Linked DNA regions of Sus scrofa: region 2 is linked to region 1. The links are chromatin contacts, called in public HiChIP or PLAC-seq maps. All regions are on one chromosome and are shown on one strand. Each heading gives the region's core, a stretch centred on a gene start, on an enhancer-like site or on the middle of the called end of the contact. The rest is flanking DNA. Distances are from core to core; before and after follow the strand shown. Region 1 overlaps LOC110257431 (a long non-coding RNA gene). Region 2 overlaps PTPN1 (protein tyrosine phosphatase, non-receptor type 1).

Evidence for each region. HiChIP or PLAC-seq counts read pairs in DNA pulled down with a chosen protein or histone mark.
Region 2: an H3K27ac HiChIP or PLAC-seq map of alveolar macrophages shows a contact between it and region 1. The contact joins two enhancer-like sites. A contact is called at or near these places in 1 of 47 Hi-C or Micro-C datasets (epiblast stem cells) and 1 of 2 datasets of contacts at active chromatin or transcription factors (alveolar macrophages).

What each region holds. Positions count from the first base shown.
Region 1 is chr17:51,775,427-51,782,524 of Sscrofa11.1, forward strand. LOC110257431 (a long non-coding RNA gene) reads left to right here. Exons shown (of 2, transcript XR_002340007.1): 1 at 1-1,045. Among named protein-coding and RNA genes, the nearest start is that of CEBPB, 56 kb to the left of the region's middle. Within about 2 kb of position 4,260, at least 5 of the 83 cell types and tissues checked have an H3K27ac peak or open chromatin away from gene starts, as enhancers often do. A contact at or near this core is called in alveolar macrophages, where this site is marked.
Region 2 is chr17:52,061,324-52,068,812 of Sscrofa11.1, forward strand. It overlaps PTPN1 (protein tyrosine phosphatase, non-receptor type 1), which reads left to right. Exons shown (of 10, transcript NM_001113435.1): 2 at 903-993; 3 at 5,726-5,826. Among named protein-coding and RNA genes, the nearest start is that of PTPN1, 48 kb to the left of the region's middle. Within about 2 kb of position 1,693, at least 40 of the 83 cell types and tissues checked have an H3K27ac peak or open chromatin away from gene starts, as enhancers often do. A contact at or near this core is called in alveolar macrophages, where this site is marked.

The sequences.
Region 1 (7,098 bases), core at 3,010-5,509:
TGTCCAAGGCCACACAGCAAATAAAGGCAGAGCCAGGACATGACTGCAGCCCCAAGTTTTGACTCAACCATCCACACACTCCTGCCCCCATTCAAGAGGATTCTCCAGTCTGCCCCTTGGCAGGGGCTTGATCTCTGTCTTACCTGGTCTTCAGGAAAGGGACAATGATCCCATTGCCCTGGGGAGCTTGAATGCTGTGCTCATGGCCTCAGGATCAAGGGGGACCTATGGATGGCCTGGGTGCTCCCCCACCCCCAGAATCAAGACACAGGTCCCACGTTTCCTCTTGCTTCTCTCAGAAGCGAGAGAATAATAGTTGGTTCAAATGTCAGGCCAGCTCTGCTGCCTGTGGGGAGACTGGTTGAGCAGGTCTGGGGGAGGGGGGGATGGAGGGAGGAAATTATTAATAATTGCGAAGCAACTAGCCCTGCTGCAGGCCTTGAGATGTGTCTTTGTGTGTCTTTGCAGGTGTGGGGTTGGGAATGCTAATCCTAGGGACCCCATCCTGGAGCGGGGGCTCAGCCTAGGGATCCGCTGCAGCCTCCAGGGGCCTGTAGTGGGGTGGGGGTGAGGGGATGGGAGGCACAGAGTTAGCCTCTCCGTACACCTTGGCCTCCCTGCCTCCCATCAACCCAGGTTAGGAGGGATCTGCCAACATCAAGAGGAGAAGGGAAAGGGCCTACTCTTGTCTTTGGGAGGCATCTCACTACGTGCTGTATTTAATTCAGATGCTGTTTTTTTTTTTTTTTTTTTTATCTGTAGTCGACAGTTGGGGAAACTGAGGCACAGGGGTTTTAAGTGGGACTTGAACTCAGGGTGCTGACCGCAGCTTGACTGCTCTTGCTGTCCTCTCTGCTGGGGGTGGAGGGATCCCCCTCCCTGGAAAAGGCCCTTACCCACTCCCTCAACATCAGCACAATCCCCGATGCCACACCCTAGAGGATGGGAGTTGGTCTGAAGCTTCTCAGGACCTCAGTCTTCTCATCTACAGAATGGGCAGCAGAGTAACTTCCTCCAGGGTCAGGGCAGCCGACAAGGGGAGGAGGTAAGGAGATAGCTTGTCTTTCCTCTCTTCTCCAGCACCCACTGCAAGGCCTGTCCGACCGCCACCACCACAGGCATCTTTCCACTAAGACATCCTTAACCTCTAGGGTGCCTAGCAGAGCTGGTTCCCTTGCTGGGCTTTGGAAAATTCATTCTGAAATGTGAGTGCTCACTTTACATTTTAGTAGGAAAATGGCTTGAATGGTGGGTACTTGAGGCAGAGTTTCGGGGAATGGACAGTGGGAATTCTGGGAGCGGAAAGTGAGCCTCTGGACCTGGGGCTAGCTGCCACCTATGGCAGAGGCACGCCCGGATGGCGTGCCACCGAGCCCCAGGATGGGCTGTGTCTGTGGGGGACCTCCGGGGCGTCCCCCTCCCAGGTCTGCCCGATGGGCCGATAAAACCCAGCCTCGGAGGAGGCTTAATTACAGGCCTTGGTGGTGGCGGGCAGGCGAGTCATGAGGTGGGGGTGACTCAGAGGATTGCTCCATGAGCAGGGTGGAGGTGGGGGCCTCCTGTCTGCCCCTCACCAGGCTGGCCTGTGGAGGGCCTGGGCACCCCAGGGAGGCCCCACAGGGCCACTGAGTGTGACCGGGCCAGGGTCTCACCCCTGGTCCTGTGACCCAGGCCCCTGTGCCACTTGGCAACTTTGGGGCTTGGCATTGTGTTGGGAGCTGGGACTGGCTGGGTTTTCCCCTTGCTCAGTCCCGGGCATCGGCTTCTGGGAAGTGGGAATCTGGGCTCAGAAGCACCAAACGCCTTGCTGATTTCCTGAACCCCAGGGGCAGGGCTCCGGGAATCCCAGATGAGTGAGAGGTAGAACCTCAAGCATGTGTGGACTCTGAGAACCAGCGGAGGGTGGTTTCTAGAACCAAATGTTTCCAGGCTGAAGGATTCACAGATTAGTGGATTGTAGCATTACAGATTTGTAACATCAGGTAATAGGTTACAATTGTTTCCAGAGAATTCATTCATTGAGCAAGAGAGTTTAAAAAATCACAGCAGCCGAAGAGTTTAGAGGGAAATCATCTGAATGTCTTTGACCGGCTCCCATATGGGTCAGAAAGAAAAAATAAGAGAATAAAAATATAGATGTTCATCTTGTTCTATCTAGCCAGAGGGGACACACACAAAGGGGAGAGTCAGTGACTGGTGCATTGAGGTGTTTGTTGTGCTGTTTTGTTTACTTTCTTTGAGTTTGGAATTTGTCAAAAATAAAAAGTTGGAAAAAGTAAAATAGAGAATGAGTAAAGTAAACATAAGCCGTAGCATATTAGATTACACAACTTGGTGATTTGCAGTATTACGACTTCCCAATCCATGCATCTATAATTCTCTTTATGCACTTATTATATTTTTTATTTACACATTTATGCAGAGCACCAACTGTGGGCCAGGATTTGTTCTAAGGGCCCCACAAATACTAACTCATTTAATTCTTACAACACCTCTGTGAGGTGAGTGTGGGTACGATGGTCATTTCACAGCTGAGGAAACCGAGGCACAGAGCAGGGACTGACTTGTTCGAATTGTGCCCAAGCACGTTGTTTGGTGTCTGCTGTGTGCCAGGTGCTGTGCTAGACTCTGGGACAGAGCAGCAAGCAGGACAGTCACTGTCCCTGCTCTGGGGGAACTTGGCAGGGGAGACAAATAATAAACAAACGAGCGAGACTGTCCTAAGTGCACGAAGGAAAATAAGCTGCTTTGATGGAGGGCACAGGGTGGGACCTCCTTCCCATCAAGGTAGCAGGAGGGCTCCTCTGAGGAGGTGGTATCTGAGCTGAGACCTAAGGGGAGAAAGGAGGCTCGCCAGGCAATATGCCTGCTGTCTGCACAGGCTGTGCCTTCTGCCTGGAGCACCCTTCTCTCTACTTCTCTGTGCCAAACTCCCACTCACTGTTCCAGGTCTGGCTGGGCAGGCATCTCCTCTGGGGGTGGGAGGTGGACTGGGAGACTTCCTTGACCCGAGGGGGAGCCTGTCCTCCAACTCCCCAACTGTCTCCTCTTTCCTCCCTGATCCCAGAGCAGACCTTGAATGCAGGGAGCCTCTATTTGAATCGGCAGCACCACCCACCTGCCAAAGATGGAGGTCCAGAGAGGTTAAGCGACTTGCTCAAGGACACACAGCCAGCAAGTGTTCAAGGAGGGATCGGCACTAGGGATTTACAGGCTGCCTTTTGGCTATTGTTTACTTGCCTTCCTCACTGCCCTCCTTAGGTCAGAACCCCAGAGGTTAGCTCTACCTTCAGGGAAAGGCAGGTGGGGACCTGAGCCCTGGACTCCCAGAAGGACCCTGTGTCCACTGCCACCCTCTGAGCCCCAGCGAACATCAGGAGCTCAGTTGGGGCAAGTCGCCCACATCACCTGCCCCTGGACTGGTCCACACTCTTTGCTCCCCAGGCCAGTTTCTGGCACTGACAAGCACAAGGCCAGGCCACCTGCACACCTGGCTCCCATCCTGGTCCCAGGGGCTCCACCAGGCGGTGGGGACAGGGAGATGCTTAGGAGGCTCTGCATCGGACAAAGGGTGCAAGTTTGTGGAGGGCGGGGCTCAGCTCCCCTATCCCAGTCTCTCTCACTGGGGAACCTAGTGGGGTGGATGGAGCCCGAGTGCTGACGGCCCCAGACTGAGTGCAGGGTCAGCTCTATCCTTTGAGGCTCTGAATCTCAAAAATCTTGTCCTTCTCATCTGCAAGATGGAAACCACCTGCCTCGGGATGAAATGATAGCATGGTGGCTCGGGGCTCCCAAAATGCAGACTCCACTGCTGGGGATTGCTATGATTCCAGTTTCATTCACACATTCATTTCATCAGTGTTTGCTGAGACCCTATCCTGTGTCAGCCCCTGGGCAGGAGGTTGGAGTCACATCACAAAACAGAAAAAATCCCTGCCTTTGCACGGTCAGTGCACAGGTAAACCAACAGCATCATTTCAGAACGTGGTAAAAGCTTGGGAGCAAATATCCCAGGGAGGAGTGATGGAGAGTGACCAGGGGCTTCTTTAAATAGGGTGACTGGAGAGCGCCTCCCTGAGAAGCAGCTGTGACCCGAGAGAGGGATGTTGATGATGAAAGGAACGGCAAAGGCAAAGGCCCTGAGGTCAGAACAAGCTGGGGGTTCGGAGAACAGAAGGGCAGCCACTGTGGCATGAACAGAGTGAGGGAGAGGATCGGAGAGACAGGAAGGAGGTGGGTCCTTCAGGGCATCGAAGGCGGGGTGAGAAATTTGAATTTCATTCCAACGGTGATTGTTATAAACAAAGACCCAAGTTATGAGTGACTACAATATGCAAAGTGCAAACTCATCGTGATTCACTTCCAGCCCAGAGCTTGAGCCCTTTGGATCTGGCGCCTTAGAGAAAAGCACCTGCGCACCCCTCCTCTGCAGCTTTTCTTTTTTAAAGAAATACAAAGGTAACAGGTCATTGCCACCTGTCAGATGGGATGCGAGTTTGTTAGTTGTGAACGTGGCCATAGTCTCTGGACTTTGGTGCTTATTGGGAGAGTGAAGTGGGCTGAGGAGAGGCAGTAATATCACCTGCCCTGATTTCAACAGTGCCGTGGCAAATGGGGAAGGCTTGGAAGATCAGCTGGTCCAACCCCCTGACTCCCAGATGAGGAACCTGAGGTCCAGACGAGGGGGAAGTGAGTGGCCAAAGGTGACACTGTGAGTCAGAGGCAGATGCAGGACTTGAACTCAGGCCCCCTGACTTTCAACCCAGACTTTCTGAGAAATGGGTGTCTTGCCATAGGCTTCCCCTTTGCTTTTTCCTCCCAGACAGTGTCAGCTGCTCTTGGGGCCAGGGAGCAGACTTGGAGCAGGGGGGCAGAGGTTTGGGGTCCACCCCTTCCTCAATGCACACTTTCTCATCAGCAGCACTACTAGTGTTTGAACCAGATCATTATCTGTCGTGGTGGATGTCCTGTGTGGCACCTTCAGACCACTTCTCAGATGAAAACAGAGCCACAGGGATGCCTCTCAAAGTCATAGAACTGGAAAAGGCGAAGGGAGAAAGCAGTTTAACTCCGAATTAGTAATGACTCCTGCCATTGGTATAACCCCCCAGTGGCAATTGCTGAATGTTGAGCGAAACACCAGGCAAACACCAGGATGAACTGACCGAAGAACTTCTCCAGTGTCAGGAGAATAGGTCCTTTGGCTCAAAGCACAATTTCCAAGCAGAAAGGGTTTCACGTAGAGATGAAAAGACCATGATCTGGAAGTGTGAGGCTGCAACTCAGAAGGGACAGTGAAACGAGAAAGTTTCTGAAAACCAAGGTACATCAGCTGGGTTTGGGGGAAAAAAATCATTCCATGACCTATAAGAGTATATAAGAAAGCATATTGGAAAAAGTATCTAGTTTTTAAAAATAGACTTTATTTTTTAGAGCAGCATCAGATTTATAGAAAAATGGGAAAGGTAGCACCCTGCACCCAGGTTCCCCTATGAGTAACACGTTAACATTGTCCTGGTACAGTTGTTACAGTTAATGCACCAGGGGTGATGGATTACTATTAACTAAAGTTCATAATTTATTCAGATTTTAAAAGTTTTTACCTAATATGTTTGTTTGTTTATTCCAAGATCCCATTTAAGATTCCATATCACCTTTGGTTGTCATGTCCTTTTAGGTTCCTCTTGGCTGTGACAGTTTCTCAGACTTTCCTTGCTTTTGGTGAACTTGACAGCTTTGAGGAGTACTGGTCAGGTTTTTCGTTGGCTGCTCTTCTTTTGAAAGAATTTTCTGATGTTTTCGTCTTGGTTGGGTGGGGGTTGTGGGTGATGAGGAGGAAGCTCTCAGAAGTAGAGTGCCATTTTTATCATGTTGCATCAAGAATACAGACTGTCAACAAGATTTTTCACTGTCGATGCTGACCTTGATCACCTGGCTCAGGCGGTGTTTGTCGGGTTTCTCCCCTGGGGAGTTCCTCTCCCCCCTCTTCCCTTATTGTCCTCTTTGGAAAAAAGTCACTCTGTGTAGCCCTCACCTAAAGAGGAGGCGGTTCTGCTGTGGTGTACAAATGACTTAGAGTTCTGCCCAGATTTGTCTGTTCTCCCTTATTGACTTATTGATCCAATCCTATCAGTATGGACTCATGGCTATTTTATTTACGCTTTGAGTTATAATTCAATATTAATTAATTTTGTTGTTCAAATTGTTGCAGCTTTGGCCACAGGAGCTCTTTGAGTTGGTTCCCTTGGCCCCGATGTACCACCATCAATGTAGGTTTTTTTTTTTTTTTTTCTTTCTTTGAGCACTTACTTACTTCTAGTGCTACAAGATGCTTCAGGCTCGTCTTGTATATTTCTTACCCCAGTCTTAGAATCAGCGGTTTCACCATGGAGCCCTGATTCCTTTATTTGGAGAGTGGTGTTAGAAACCAATATCTGGGTGCCAGTGTGCCTATTGCTAGTGGGGTGGCATTCCTTTTAGGCCTTCTCAGCTGACAGAAAAAAGAAATATAGAAGTTCCTTCTATGGTACAGTGGGTTAAGGATACAGTGTTGCCTCTGCAGTGGAGTGGGGTTTTTTTTTTTAGGGCTGCACTTGCGGCATATGAAGGTTCCCAGGCTAGGGGTCTAGTTGGAGCTGTTGCCTCCAGCCTATGCCAGGGCCACAGCAATGCCAGATCGGAGCCACATCTGTGACCTACACCACAGCTCATGGCAACACCAGATCCTTAACCCACTGAGCGAGGCCAGGGATTGAACCTGCAACCTCATGGTTCCTAGTCAGATTCATTTCCACTGCACCATGATGGGAACTTCTATATATATGTGTGTGTGTGTATGTCTATTTACTTATATATAAATACATATGCAGATATCTATAAATATTACCATATGTAGCCATCTATATTTTCATTTCACTAAACATGAATTCATGCTGCTATCTCCAGAATCTATTGTTTTTAATGAGGTTTGAAATAGTGGTGTGTCACTCTATTGATAACCATAATTATCACTGCTACATACTGTGTGATTATTATGTGCTAAGTACTTTCTAAGTGTTTAATGAGCATTATCTCATTTAAGCTGCATGACAGCCCCAG
Region 2 (7,489 bases), core at 443-2,942, 280 kb after region 1:
TCTGCAGAGGTGTGAGGCAGCAGTACCCAGCAGCACAGAAGGGGGGGGGGGGGCAGCAGAGATCCAGCTGCCCTCAGACAGCTGCGTCCGTGCAAGCAGTGGATCTGCTCTCCCTCCAGAGAAGTGCACTTTAAGTTGTAGTAAAATACACATAACGTAAAGTTTACCGTTGTAACCATTTTTAGGTATACAACTTTAGTGGCATGAAGTCATTCACATTGTTGTGCAGACTTGTCTTTTAGTAATAGTAAAATATAAACTTAAAGATTTTGAAATGTAACTATGGTATTGATTTTGGAGAGCAGAATTAGATATGTGAGCCGTCTAGCAGGGGCACAAGGCAGGTCTCCTATGAGTCCAGGCACTTGGTCTTCCTGACACTTTGGTACAGTGGGATTTGTTTACGTCTCCTAGGAAAGCATTTGGATGGTTTGTTGGCTTAAAAGGGCGTTCTCTCTGCTCTTGATAACAGTGGCTTTACAAAAGGTTACAGGCGGAACTCCTAGGCCTGACCTTGAAGGCTCTCCAAGACCCGGCCTATCCCAACCTGTGCACTCTGGCCAGCTGTCATTCCTCCCACTTGCTCACTCGCTGTTCCTACAAAAGATGTGAACTCCCCCCCGCCTGCCCCCAAGCCCTTTTCCTCATCTTTCCAGCTCTCAGCCCCATGCCCCTTCCTTCCACCCCAGGCGTGCAGTCGTTCCTCTTCAGTTTTCCTCCCATGACCTTGTGCCTCTGAATTAGCACCTTGCATTTCCCACCCTGCCTGGCTCCCTTTGATGTCTGGTTCTGGGCTAGGTCTTCCTCAGTGCCTGGCACATGGCCCATGCTCAGTTAACCATCTAGATGAATTCCTGATGCCAGAGATTTCAAGAGAGAACTCTTTATCCTTTTTTTTGTAGGATATCCGACACGAAGCCAGTGACTTCCCCTGTAGAGTGGCCAAGCTTCCCAAGAACAAGAACCGAAACAGGTACAGAGATGTCAGTCCCTGTAAGTATCCACGTCGCTGTTCCCCTGCTTCCACTGCGGCAGCCCTTCCTCAGCTGCAGGGCCTCTCAGTCAAGGTTCCTTTAGCCCAGGGTTTGGTAATAAGTCGGCAGCAGTAAAGGTTTATGACTTGATTGTTTCCTATAATAAAGGCATTAGAGACTTATAGTAATGGTTCATTTTTCCACCCTTGTAGAAGGGGTAAGGTTTCAGTTTCTGGAAAATTCAGCTAAGTTCAAAGCACTTTTTTTTAGCTTTGACTGTTTCAGTGATGAATCATTTTCCTACCAGCTGAAGCAGAGTGTCACAGGCATAATAGAACCCCTTCTGGATGACTCAGCAACAGTATTATTAGACCCTGAGCATTGTAATGAACTATAATGGTGCCCTACAGGCATTAAGGGGGGGGAGCATTTCACCTCCTCAACTAAAGACGCAGCTCTGCTTGTTGACCCGACACCCACTGCCTGCCGCCATCGTCATTTTTCTGGCTCTTTCCTGCTATTAGCTCTCAGTGTGCCTGCTGGCCGCCTTTTCTGCCTTCTGTGTAATTGGTTTTCAGTCCAGTGATGGGAAAAGTAAATAACCAAATGTGTTAGAATTTGTATCAAGTAAGAAAAACTGGAGCTGAGTAAAGGACATGAACTTTGCCCCTTTCTCTAGGCCACAGAGGACTTTTTGACTCACCTCCATGTGGCCGTTATCAGTCAGCAAGGGATGTGGTGCCGACAGCTCCATGGCAGTGTTCTCTGCCAGGAACACGGGAGATACAGCCGGTCAGTCCTCAGCCAGGCACCTCCCTCAAGCCTGCTGAAGCTCACTGTGCCTGGCTCTGGTGGCAGCTCTTGGTGCCCGCCTGCAGGAGAGTCGGCAGTGTCCCCTGCCCTGAATTGTGCAGTGCCCAGGCCCCTGGAAGGGGAGTAAATTGGACCTGCGTGGGCACAGAGCAGGCTGCCTCCGACTGCTAGCCTGGAGGTCCCTGCCTGGCTTGGTGACTCCCTCTCCCCCTCAGAGCTGAGAGGCCTCAGGCCGGTTGACCTTTCCTCTGATCTTCAGTCAAACAGGAGTCACACAGATCTCAGGATTGTGTAAAGATGAAATAAAGTAACATCAGCCAGTTAGCCCAGTGTCTTGCTCATGAGTGTTAGCTGTGGTTGTGACGGCTGTTATCTGAAGGTACCCGCCAGGACCATCTGAAGTACAGTTCTAGGTCACGTGACGCATGATTTTGCCCCAGTGCCCAGTTCTCTTGATTTATAGGTCATTGCACCTCATAGGTTTTATTTAAAAATAATGCTAGTAACCTCTTCTCAGGTGATTCTGCTGTGAAGCTCTGGGGCAGCTACTCTGAACTGGAAAGAACAATCACTGTTGGAATCTTTGACGCACTGCCGGCGGGGCCCTTGGTCTGCAGCTTTTGCTGTACTTGCTCTGAATTAGGCATTAATGTTGTCTTTAATATTCCTTTTCAACGTTTTTGATCAGTGCTCATCTAAATGGTTTTATGAACCAGTTTTACAGAGGAAAAAAAAACAGCATTTAAAATATTCTTGGGAGTTCCCGTCGTGGCGCAGTGGTTAACGAATCTGACTAGGAACCATGAGGTTGCGGGTTCAGTCCCTGCCCTTGCTCAGTGGGTTAATGATCTGGCGTTGCCATGAGCTGTGGTGTAGGTTGCAGACGTGGCTCGGATCCCTCATTGCTGTGGCTCTGGCGTAGGCCAGTGGCTATAGCTCCGATTCAACCCCTAGCCTGGGAACCTCCATATGCCGCGGGAGCGGCCCAAAGAAATAGCAAATAAATAAATAAATAAATAAATAAAATAAAATAAAATAAAATAAAATATTCTTCCAGAGATACAATTGAAAAGCTTTTTCACCCCTGTCCAGTCTCACTCTTTATATTTTTCTTTTTCTCCCCTTTCTCCATCTTCAGTAGAAAAAGTAATTTGCTTTTAAGGTTGTGGAGGAAATGGGGGAAATGTTTCAAGGGACAAAGTGATTGTTGTTAGCTTCCATTTGGCAGGTGGAAAACCCAGCACTCAGACGATAAGTTGTTTGCCCAAAGTCCCCACCCAGTGCTGTGTGAGTCCACTCACATAACCACCAGTGCCAGTCATAATTTTTTTGAGATCTCTTATCTCCATGACCCACTTAAATATTACCCAAGTGTTTCAGTTTGTATTAACCCTCTATGATGAGAAACATTATTCCAAACAGTGACTGATTTTCAAAAACATCTCTTTGAGACCCTTTAGAACAAAGTCTCAAACCACTTATTCCCACTAATTTTTCCTTTTCCACTGGGCAGGGGGAGAAATTTATGGATGATCACCTGAGTTCATCATCCCTTGTGTTGTACCAGAAATAAAAATAACCACCTGCTCTCTTTTTGGTTTTTTTAGTTTTTATTATAGTTGATTTACAATGGTGTGCCAATTTCTGCTCTGTAGCAAAGGTGACCCAGTCATACATATGTACACTCCTTTTCTTATGTTATCTTCCATGATGGCCTACCCCAAGAGATTGGATGTAGTTCCCTGTGCCGTACAGTGGAACCTCATTGCTTATACGTTCTAAGTGTAATCCCACCTGCTCTTTTTAGCTATACTAGTGGGATGAGGAAAGTGGCCCTTAGGAAACCATAGCTTTTATAACAAAGTCATAGTAAAAGGGGAGAAAAAAAGTGCTGGGCTTCTTCGTAACTTGGGGCAAATCTTTCCAATATGAATTTATTCCTAAGAACTGTTCTCGGAGTTCCCATTGTGGCTCTGTGGAAATGATTCTATCATCTATGAGGAGGCAGGTTCGATCCCTGGCCTCGCTCAGTGGGTTAAGGATCCAGCATTGCTGTGAGCTGTGGTGTAGGTCACAGATGCGGCTTGGATCCCACATTGCTATGGCTGTGGTGTAGGCTGGCATCTACAGCTCCAATTTGACCCCTAGCCTGGGGACCTCCATATGGCACAGTTGTGGCCCTAAAAAGACAAAAGTAAAAAAATAAAAAACGGGAGTTCCCATCGTGGCTCAGTGGTTAACGAATCCAACTAGGAACCATGAGGTTGCGGGTTCGATCCTTGGCCTTGCTTAGCGGGTTAAGGATCCAGCGTTGCCGTGAGCTGTGGTGTAGGTCCAAGATGTGGCTCGGATGTGGCGTGGCTGTGGTGTAGGCCAGCGGCTACAGCTCTGATTAGACCCCTAGCCTGGGAACCCCCATATGCTATGGGTGTGGCCCGAGAAAAGACAAAAAGCCCAGTAAATAAATAAATAAATAAATAAAATTTAAAAAAATAAACTATTCTGAAAGTTACATTTAATATACTTTCAAAAAAGACTAAATAAATAAATAAATAAATAAAGGAGTTCCCATCGTGGCGCAGTGGTTGACGAATCTGACTGGGAACCATGAGGTTGCGGGTTCGGTCCCTGCCCTTGCTCAGTGGGTTGACGATCCGGCGTTGCCGTGACCTGTGGTGTAGGTCGCAGACGCGGCTCGGATCCCGCTTTGCTGTGGCTCTGGTATAGGCCAGAGGATACAGCTCCTATTTGACCCCTAGCCTGGGAACCTCCATATGCCGCAGGAGCGGCCCAAGAAATAGCAAAAAAAAGGACAAAAAAATATATATACTTTCAGTGTTTTGGATTCAGAGTTTATTTTTTCCACTTAAACTCTTTTGTCTTTGATTATTACATTTATGTTATTCTTGAACTTAAAAAAAAAACAAAAAACAAAAAATCCCGTGTCAAGGAATTCAAGGTATAACCTTTCACATTGCTGTTTACTTAGGCCATTTAGTCTTCAAACCATTAGGCATAGGTTAGGTTGAGGTGTGGTCCTAAGTCTTACCTACTCAGCTCATTTACTAACAAGAGCTCTGGGGACTGGGTGGAATTGGGGTGGATTTTGTTCCCTTTTAAAGATTGAAGCCACTGTGTTTTGTTTTTTTTTTTTTTTTTAGGGCCACATCTGCGGCACATGGAGGTTCCCAGGCTAGGGATTGAATTGCAACTATAGCTGCTGGCCTACGCTAGAACCATAGCAACGCCAGATCTGGGCCATGTTTGTGACCTACACCACAGCTCATGGCAGTTCGGGATCCTTAACCCACTGAACGAGGCCAGGCATTGAACCCGAAACCTCATGGTTATTAGTTGGGTTTGTTAACCACTGAGCCACGACAGGAAATCTGAAGCCACTGTATTTTTTAACCTTTAAACGTATGTATGTAATAGGCATCAGAATACAGATCCCTTGACGTTCCCTCTTCCCAGTTTTCTGGAGTTGTGAGGACAGTAATAAATATCATTACGTTAAGACAATATCGCCTAAAAACAGATTTCCCAAACAGTACATAATCTGTGTTTTAGTGTAGTTTGTCTCTGTTGCTATTTAGTGTTATGTTTCAAATACTTCCAAAAATCTTTGGGAAAACACCAGCCGTTCTGGCAGGTAATAGAAAAAGAATATGTATATGTGTGTGACTGGGTCACTCTGCTGTACATCACAAATTGATAGAACATTGTGAATCAGTTATACTTTAATTAAAAATTACAAAAAAAGAAAAGAGAGCTAGTCATTCTCATGATGATGACTGATCTCAGTGAGGCTTGGCCTCAGCCAACATGAACGCGCCTGGTGCCACCACCTCGCCTTCTTTGCTTACCCTGTGGCGCGTGCTGCCTGTGCAGACAGTGTGAGTCCTCCAGATTAACCTCAGTTCTGGTTTGCCTTTCAGTTGACCATAGTCGGATTAAACTCCATCAAGAAGATAATGACTATATCAATGCTAGTTTGATAAAAATGGAAGAAGCCCAAAGGAGTTACATTCTCACCCAGGTAAACAGATTGTGTGAATTTTTCTTTGATAGTTTTGTGTTTGTTGGTGTTAGAGTGCTGTTATCTAAACCTCAGTTAAAATCTGCCACTTCTTGTAGAAGATCAGGTTTTAAACAACCCAGGAAAACAACAAGGGAAGGAAAAAGCCTTCTTTCAGAGATTCAGTCTAGTTGTGACATGAATCTTTTCTGGGAAGCATGGCATTGCTGGTTTTGTAGAAAACAGCAGTAAAATGCCAGGGGTGCCTTTGGGCTGTTGACAGGGGCAGCACCTAGAGAAGAGCCTATAACCCTCCTCAGGGCATCAGGAATCTTTGTCTAGATAGCCATTCAGAATTCCTCTGCCTGGTGCTCCTTCTTTGGCAGTGGGAGCAGGCGAGGGGCGGGTGATTAGATTGTGTAAACAAGCGTGCAAAATCACTTGACCTTCCCATTGGCTTTTGGCATCTTTATGGAAAAAAATCATAGAAGTGGTTTAATAGCTGACCTTTTGCGAAACACTTACTGGTATATGACCTGAAGACTATGCGTGGGAAAGGGGATAAAGGAGTTTCTTTTTAATTAATGTTCTCAAGTCTCAATCTAATCTGCTACCTGTAAATAAATTGGTCCAGGTTTTTCTCTCTCTCTCTTTTTTTTTTTTTTTTTTTCTTTTTTCCTTAGGGCCACACCCTTAGCATGTGGAGGTTTCCAGGCTGGGAGTCCTATTCCAGCTACAGATGCCAGCCTACACTACAGCTCATGGCAACACCAGATCCTTAACCCACTGAGCAAGGCCAGGAATTGAACCCACAACTTCATGGTTACTAGTAGGATTCGTTTCCACTGCTCCAAGACGGGAACTCCTTTTTTTTTTTTTTAATCATAATTTTCATTTTCTCATTCCATATCACTTTTATCAGTCTTACATTTGCTTTGGGTTATAGGGTGATTGCAAACATCATAACTCTGCTTAATACTTGGAGACTAAGGAATTCCCGTTTTGGCACAGTGGAAGTGAATCCAATTAATCCACTAGGAACCATGAGGTTGCAGGTTCGGTCCCTGGCCTCACTCAGTGGTTTAAGGATCCAGCGTTGCCATGAGCTTTGGTGGTGTAGGTCGCAGACTTGGCTCAGAACTGGGGTTGCTGTGGCTCTGGCGTAGGCCGGCAGCAACAGCTCTTATTAGACCCTTAGTCTGGGAACCTCCATATGCCACAGATATGGCCCTAAAAAGACAAAAAAAAAAATATATATATATATGTATATATATATATATATATATATTAGGAGACTAAAATGACAGTGAAGTCAGGAAGTACATTGAACAAAGTATGCTTTGGAACAGGGCATATCCCCCATGGCCCTTCTTTACTGTCCCTTTTGTCCTGCCCCAGTTCCTCTCTGCACATGACCAGAATCAGCCAGACACCTTCCAGTGGGTGTACGGGACATGAGCCATGCTGTGTGTTCAATTCTGGGGGCCGCTGAATAAATGCCCAGGGCCTCGCCTGTAGTCTTCCCGTCACCTCTGGGGCGGGGTGTAAAGGAAGGACACCCTGGTTGTGGCGAGCTGGTGGGAAGAGGTCTGAAGCAAAAGTGTCTTCTTGGGAACTTCTCTTAAAAAAGAAGTAGTCAAGTTTCTTACTTCCTCATTTCAGCCATTCAGCTTTGGTGTGGGGT